Linked DNA regions of Mus musculus: region 2 is linked to region 1. Evidence: chromatin contacts called from public Micro-C data. All regions are on one chromosome and are shown on one strand. Each heading gives the region's core, a stretch centred on a gene start, on an enhancer-like site or on the middle of the called end of the contact. The rest is flanking DNA. Distances are from core to core; before and after follow the strand shown. Region 1 has its middle 250 kb from the start of Gm32656. Region 2 overlaps Gm32543 (a long non-coding RNA gene).

Region 1 (2,700 bases), core at 163-2,662:
TGATTGGGGTAAATCCTTGTGGATATCATGGCGTTCAAGTCCCTAATATAAAATCGCACAGCATTTACATTTATCTTATGTAATCCTACATGTATTTCAAGTCACTTCTAGCTTGTTTATAATACTAACTATTACTATGTTTATGCTATGTCAGTAGTTGTTACACTCTATGGTCTAGCAGATACAAGGTGTCATCTGTACTGCAAACAGGGGGCATGAATTCTTAGCACCAATGGGTTCCTCCATTCTTTCTTCTTTCTAGACAATATCACCTTCCCTCTGCCACTTCCCACTCCCTCTACAAAGTACTTGCTTTCTTCTTTGCCTTCTGTGAACCTTTTCCTATTTTTAGGGAATCCACAAGTTCTGAGTGCAAGAAGTCAGAGTGGGGTCAAGGATGCATTCAGGTGATTTCAGAAACAAATGTGATTTCAGAAGCCAGCAGCACAGAGTGTGAGGCCACCTTTTTGAAGTGCCATGTGCAGGAACAAATAAAATGCAAAAAATAAAAAAAAACCAAAAATAAACACAAAATAAAAATAAAACAAAATAAAACACAATGATTCAGTATCTCCGTGTGTTAACCCAGAACTCTGAAGTGTAGATCGATGAGAAGGAAACATAAGAGTGGGTGATAGCTCATCAGATATCCTCAGTTTAACTGCAGAGTAATGCAAATCCAGTTGTCAATGAATGACAATTCTTCACAAATACTGTTTGAGCACATCAATTTATTTCTCTGGGCGAAGTTCCTTTAATGAATATTAACCAATACCTTCTTTATAATAAGAATCGGGAAGTTGGGTGTAGTAGTTTATGTCAGTCTAAGGCAGAGGGCTTACTGTGAGTTTGAGCCTAACCTGGGATATAGAATGAGACCTTGTCTCAAAAAACGAACATGAAAACTAAGCAAAAGTTAAAGAGAGATGAGGATTGTTGAAGCACTTCACAGGGCTCTCTAGTGGGTTTGGAGGGACTCCCATATCAGTGGTATCTTCCAGGCTTTTTGGAGTAGTTTCCTGGGAAAAATGTCAAATCTTTATTAAAATAGAGCACAGCTCTTAACTCAGGGCTATTTTATTTGTGTAGCTCTTGCTGGAAAATTCCTCTTGCCTAATGTTATCAAATGAACTGGCTAAAATCTAGAGAAAACTGCTCATAAAACTGATAAGAACCCTGCCTTAAACAGCTTCATTTGAACTTTATGCCAGTGCCCTTGAGAAAGTGGGTCTGTATGTTTATAATCTTCCAGTTGAACACAGTCCTGCGTGGTTGGGTAACATTTGACCTTGAAAGGTTGTTCTGAAAGTCATGTTTCTCCCTCTTGCTGGCCATGCTGTTATCTGTGCATCAGTGAACACATTATCATGGCAGCGCTTCAGGAATGTGCAGAATAGCTGAGGAGCCTGAATACCACAGCAGTTTTACGTCTGCTAGGCTGTTACTACCAGTCCACTGGATCCATTGCCCAGAAGTCTGCTGTACTGCACATGCAGGAGACATGAACTTCATGACTTGGTCACTTTCAAGGGCATCTCAAAGTGTTGGCCAACACGGCTAGATTGTGGAGAATCTCCTCTTGGAGTAAGTTAACTCCTTAAAAAAATGCTTATGCCCTTTGGCTCTTATTTTGGATTAGAAAAAATGAATTTTGAGATCTCAAAGAAGTACTCAAATTAGACAGTATAAATGTAGTCCAGTAAAATAGTAGTTAATGGCATTGATGATAAAGTCAGTCTTCAGTTTAAACTCTATCACTCATTAGGTATATGGACCTGAAGGCCATGATTTTTTTTTTTTTTTTTAATCTGACCTTTAGTTTCTTGCTGTTTGAGATGGGAAGAATCAGAGCTTGCTAGCGATGCATCCATCAATCATCTGGGGGTTTTTTATGTTTAAGAGGATGATGTAAGCCCTGTACTTGCTATACTAAAAAGCAAGGAGAATTTGGTGACTTCTCGATGTTAATATCCACTTTGTTCAACTTCAGAGTTGTTGAAAGTAACAATCATAGCTCATTGTTCTTTATATTTCTCTTGTGAAGAAGAATGCCATGGGCAGAAGAGGTCATCAAGAACTATCACTGAGCACCTGTTTGCTTTTGGAAGCATTTTGTCCTCAATTCTGTTCCACTAGTGATTCCTTTGAGGGGGACAGAATGAGACCTTTATTTTCTTTATATTTGGTGAGAAGTCACATAGTATAAAAAATAGTTTTAGTATTTTGCAGATTTTTGTGAGCATCTGAAAGTTGGTTCTATTTTTCATAAGAACTTTTGGCAACAGTGAAAAAGTACAAGAAATAAAAGAACAAAAGGAACTCAAATGCCTGCAGACAATGGAACATTCTCTAACCAATGTGCCAATGCTCTCTGTCCTTGTCCTAGTGAATATTAGCACTCTATGTCTCATAATAGTTTCTCTCTCTCTCTCTCTGTCTGTCTCTGTCTCTCTCTGTGTATGTGAGTGGACTGATAACTTCTAGATCATCCTTTCTTTCCAACTTCCTAATTATTAATATGATCTTGACTGAAATGGAGCTTGTTAAGCCCATAACCAAAGGTTTGGTGTCAATATTTATGATGTGGCTGGGAAACTCAGAAGGGAGTTGAAGAGAGGGTTATCTCAGTCTTACATGAGCCACAGAAACTCCATGGTTTCCATAGAGCACATATTTCTTTTTCACTGCCATTTTAGGTAA
Region 2 (2,910 bases), core at 213-2,712, 110 kb before region 1:
CCTCTGTATCCAAAAGGATTTGCATTATGATTTATAATGGTAGCAAAATTAAAATTATGAAATAGCAAACAAAGTAATTTTATGGTTAGGGGGTCACTGCAATATGAGGAACTGTGTTAAAGGGTCCCAGCATTAAACAAGGTTGAGAATTACTGATATAGGACATTTTGTAATTAGTGATTTATGGAGAAGGGCCCAACCCATTAACCCCAAGCTAATGCTCTTGTGTTTTTATAAGGATGGGAAAGCCACGAGGACCAATTCAATAAGTAGCATCCCTTCATGGTCTCTGCAGTAGTTCTTGCACTAATTTCCTTCAGTGATGATTATGATGTGGAAGTGCAAACCAACTTACCTTTCTTCTCCAATGTACTTTTGGTCATGGTGTATCATCATAGCAATAGGGATCTTAACCAGGACTGGCACTATTGATTAGATAACAAGTCCGATGTAATTTCTTATACGCTTTTTTTTTTTATTTACATGTAGTCACACCATATATTTGACATATTTCAAATTGATTCTGACGGTTGTTTGAATTCACTGAAGTGGACCACGGCTCAGTGAGAAACTAGAGACACTCTTAAGCTGTTTACATGCCTCAAAGATCAGAGTTAAAGTCAAGTTCAAGGCATCACCTCAGGTACAAATTACTAGAAAGTAATTTGCGTCTGTAAGTTAGGTTTTGATATCTTTAGTGCCATCAGCTATACGAATGTTGATGCTTTTATGTTGGCACAACCTGTAATGACCTGGAAAAGCGTATTTTTTTAAAGCAAATATTTATTTTAGTTTTAATTCTGTGTATGTGTCTTTGTGTGGGTGTGTACACCCATGTGCCAGTGTGAGCAAAGGCCAGAGGCATTGCATCCCAGGAAGCTTGAGACATAGGTTGTTATAAGTTGCCCAAAATAGGCACTGAAAATCAAAATTCTGTTCTTCTGCAAGAGCAGTCTGTACTCCTAACCTCGAAGCCATCTCTTCAGTTGCTGTGAACAGAATCTTAATGAGAGATGATCTAGATCAGGTAGGCCTGTGGGTATGTCTGTGGGGAATTGTTTTCATTTTTAATTGATTGGTAAGTGGGAAAAGCCAGCTCATTGTGGGTGGCACCATCTCATGGGCTGGGCCCTGAACTGTCTAGGAGTGAAGAAAGCTAGCTGAGTCGGCAGGGCAAGCAAGCGAGGATCTGTGCGTTTATTTATTTTTCTCTGCTTTGTTCTGTGGTTGTGATGCTTTAAGTTCCTGCTTTGAGAACTTGAGTCACAGTCCCCGAGAGAACGGATTGTAACTTGGAATTGTAAGCTGACTAAGGCCTTAATTTTTTTTTTTATTATTGTTGTTGTTCTGGAGATTTGTCACCGCATCAGAAATGAAACTAGAACAAAGAGTGACACCCAGAGATGCTCTCTATTTCCCAATATCCAAGTGAGGACTTTCATATTAAGCTCTTCCCTCTATTAAAGTAAATAGGACCGCATCCAACACTTGCATATGGGGAAATGCCCCTACTGCCACACAGCACTTCTGTAAACTCCCAAAGGGAACCTTAGAAGATTTAGAAGCTGATGTCTCATTGCAGTTCTTCTGAGGCTGTGGGAGAGCCAACAGAACGTGGCAAGAATCTGTAGCTGGATATCTTATTCATTAGAGGTAGAGGTTTAGGATCCAGGAGTGCATATTCTAGAATCTATAAGATTAAGGTTAAGAATGTGCCAGAGAAAGCCATGTCCCCTGGATTCTATAGTTTGAAATGGCTGCATCTGTCCGTGTAAGCTGTCACTAAATTCTAATAAATTAGAATTAAAAAAAAATACCAACCACAATACATTCAATAGTAATAGATTCAGGGGAATTGTTTGCTGACGGTTCCCCATCACTAACTGCATGCTAAAGTCCTCAATTTATTTTGTAAGTCATGTCAGTGGCTGAGATGCCAGTGGTCTTTCTGTTAAAGGCACTAAAGCCATTAAGAGTTTATTAAACCAAAGGGGTTGAATGAATTTTACGTTAAGTAGCTCAAAAAACAAAATCAAGTCTTACAATCTGCTACCTATGTTAAAATTTTCATTGAATGTAGTTGGATGTTGGCCATCACGAGTTTGACTTCAAGTTGTCAGGGAACATTTGGTGGCTTGGTGCTGGACCCAGAACTGTTCAGAGAGGGTAATTATTTCCTCAGAAGTGTCAGCAACCATTTATGAGCTCATGTGTGTTCCTAACGACATGCTGCAATCAATGTATGTCTTGACGACTTTCTTCAGAAGTGCTTAATCATTATTTACTGATTTTATTTAATTATACCTTTCAAGTTGAAAATATAATGGACCAGCTGGGCCTTTTTACTTATTAAGTATAGAAACAGTCTCCTACCTGTGATGATTCTACTTACTATTTTTTAGTTTTCTTTTCTTTTTTATTTAAACATTTTTATTAGATATTTTCTTCATTTACATTTCAAATGCTATCCTGAAAGTCCCTTATACACTCCCCCCTCCCTGCTCCCCAACCCACCCACTCCTGCTTCCTGGCCCTGGTGTTCCCCAGTACAGGGGCATATAATCTTTGCAAGACCAAGGGCCTCTCCTCCCAATGATGGCCGATTATGCCATCTTCTGCTACATATGCAACTAGAGACACGAGCTCAGGGAGTACTGGCTAGTTCATATTGCTGTTTCTCCTATAGGGTTGCAGACCCCTTTGGCTCCTTGGGTACTTTCTCCAGCTCCTCCATTGAGGGCCCTATGTTCCATCCAATAGATGACTGTGAGCATCCACTTCTGTATTTGCCAGACACTGGCATAGCCTCACAAGAGACAGATATATCAGGGTCATGTCAGCAAAATCTTGCTGGCATACGCAATAGTGTCTGCATTTGGTGGCTGATTATGGTAAGGGTCCCCGGTTGGG

Evidence for each region. Hi-C and Micro-C count contacts between places; a contact is called where the count stands out from the background.
Region 2: a Micro-C map of granulosa cells shows a contact between it and region 1, with 5 times the contacts expected there. The contact joins two enhancer-like sites. A contact is called at or near these places in 5 of 484 Hi-C or Micro-C datasets (bone marrow-derived macrophages, cumulus cells, granulosa cells and 2 more) and 1 of 115 datasets of contacts at active chromatin or transcription factors (bone marrow-derived dendritic cells).

The regions. Positions count from the first base shown.
Region 1 is chr10:17,410,098-17,412,797 of GRCm38.p6, reverse strand. No RefSeq gene overlaps it. Among named protein-coding and RNA genes, the nearest start is that of Gm32656, 250 kb to the left of the region's middle. Within about 2 kb of position 1,412, at least 22 of the 459 cell types and tissues checked have an H3K27ac peak or open chromatin away from gene starts, as enhancers often do. A contact at or near this core is called in granulosa cells, where this site is marked.
Region 2 is chr10:17,517,208-17,520,117 of GRCm38.p6, reverse strand. All of the region lies in intron 3 of Gm32543 (a long non-coding RNA gene), which reads left to right. Among named protein-coding and RNA genes, the nearest start is that of Gm32656, 140 kb to the left of the region's middle. Within about 2 kb of position 1,462, at least 47 of the 459 cell types and tissues checked have an H3K27ac peak or open chromatin away from gene starts, as enhancers often do. A contact at or near this core is called in granulosa cells, where this site is marked.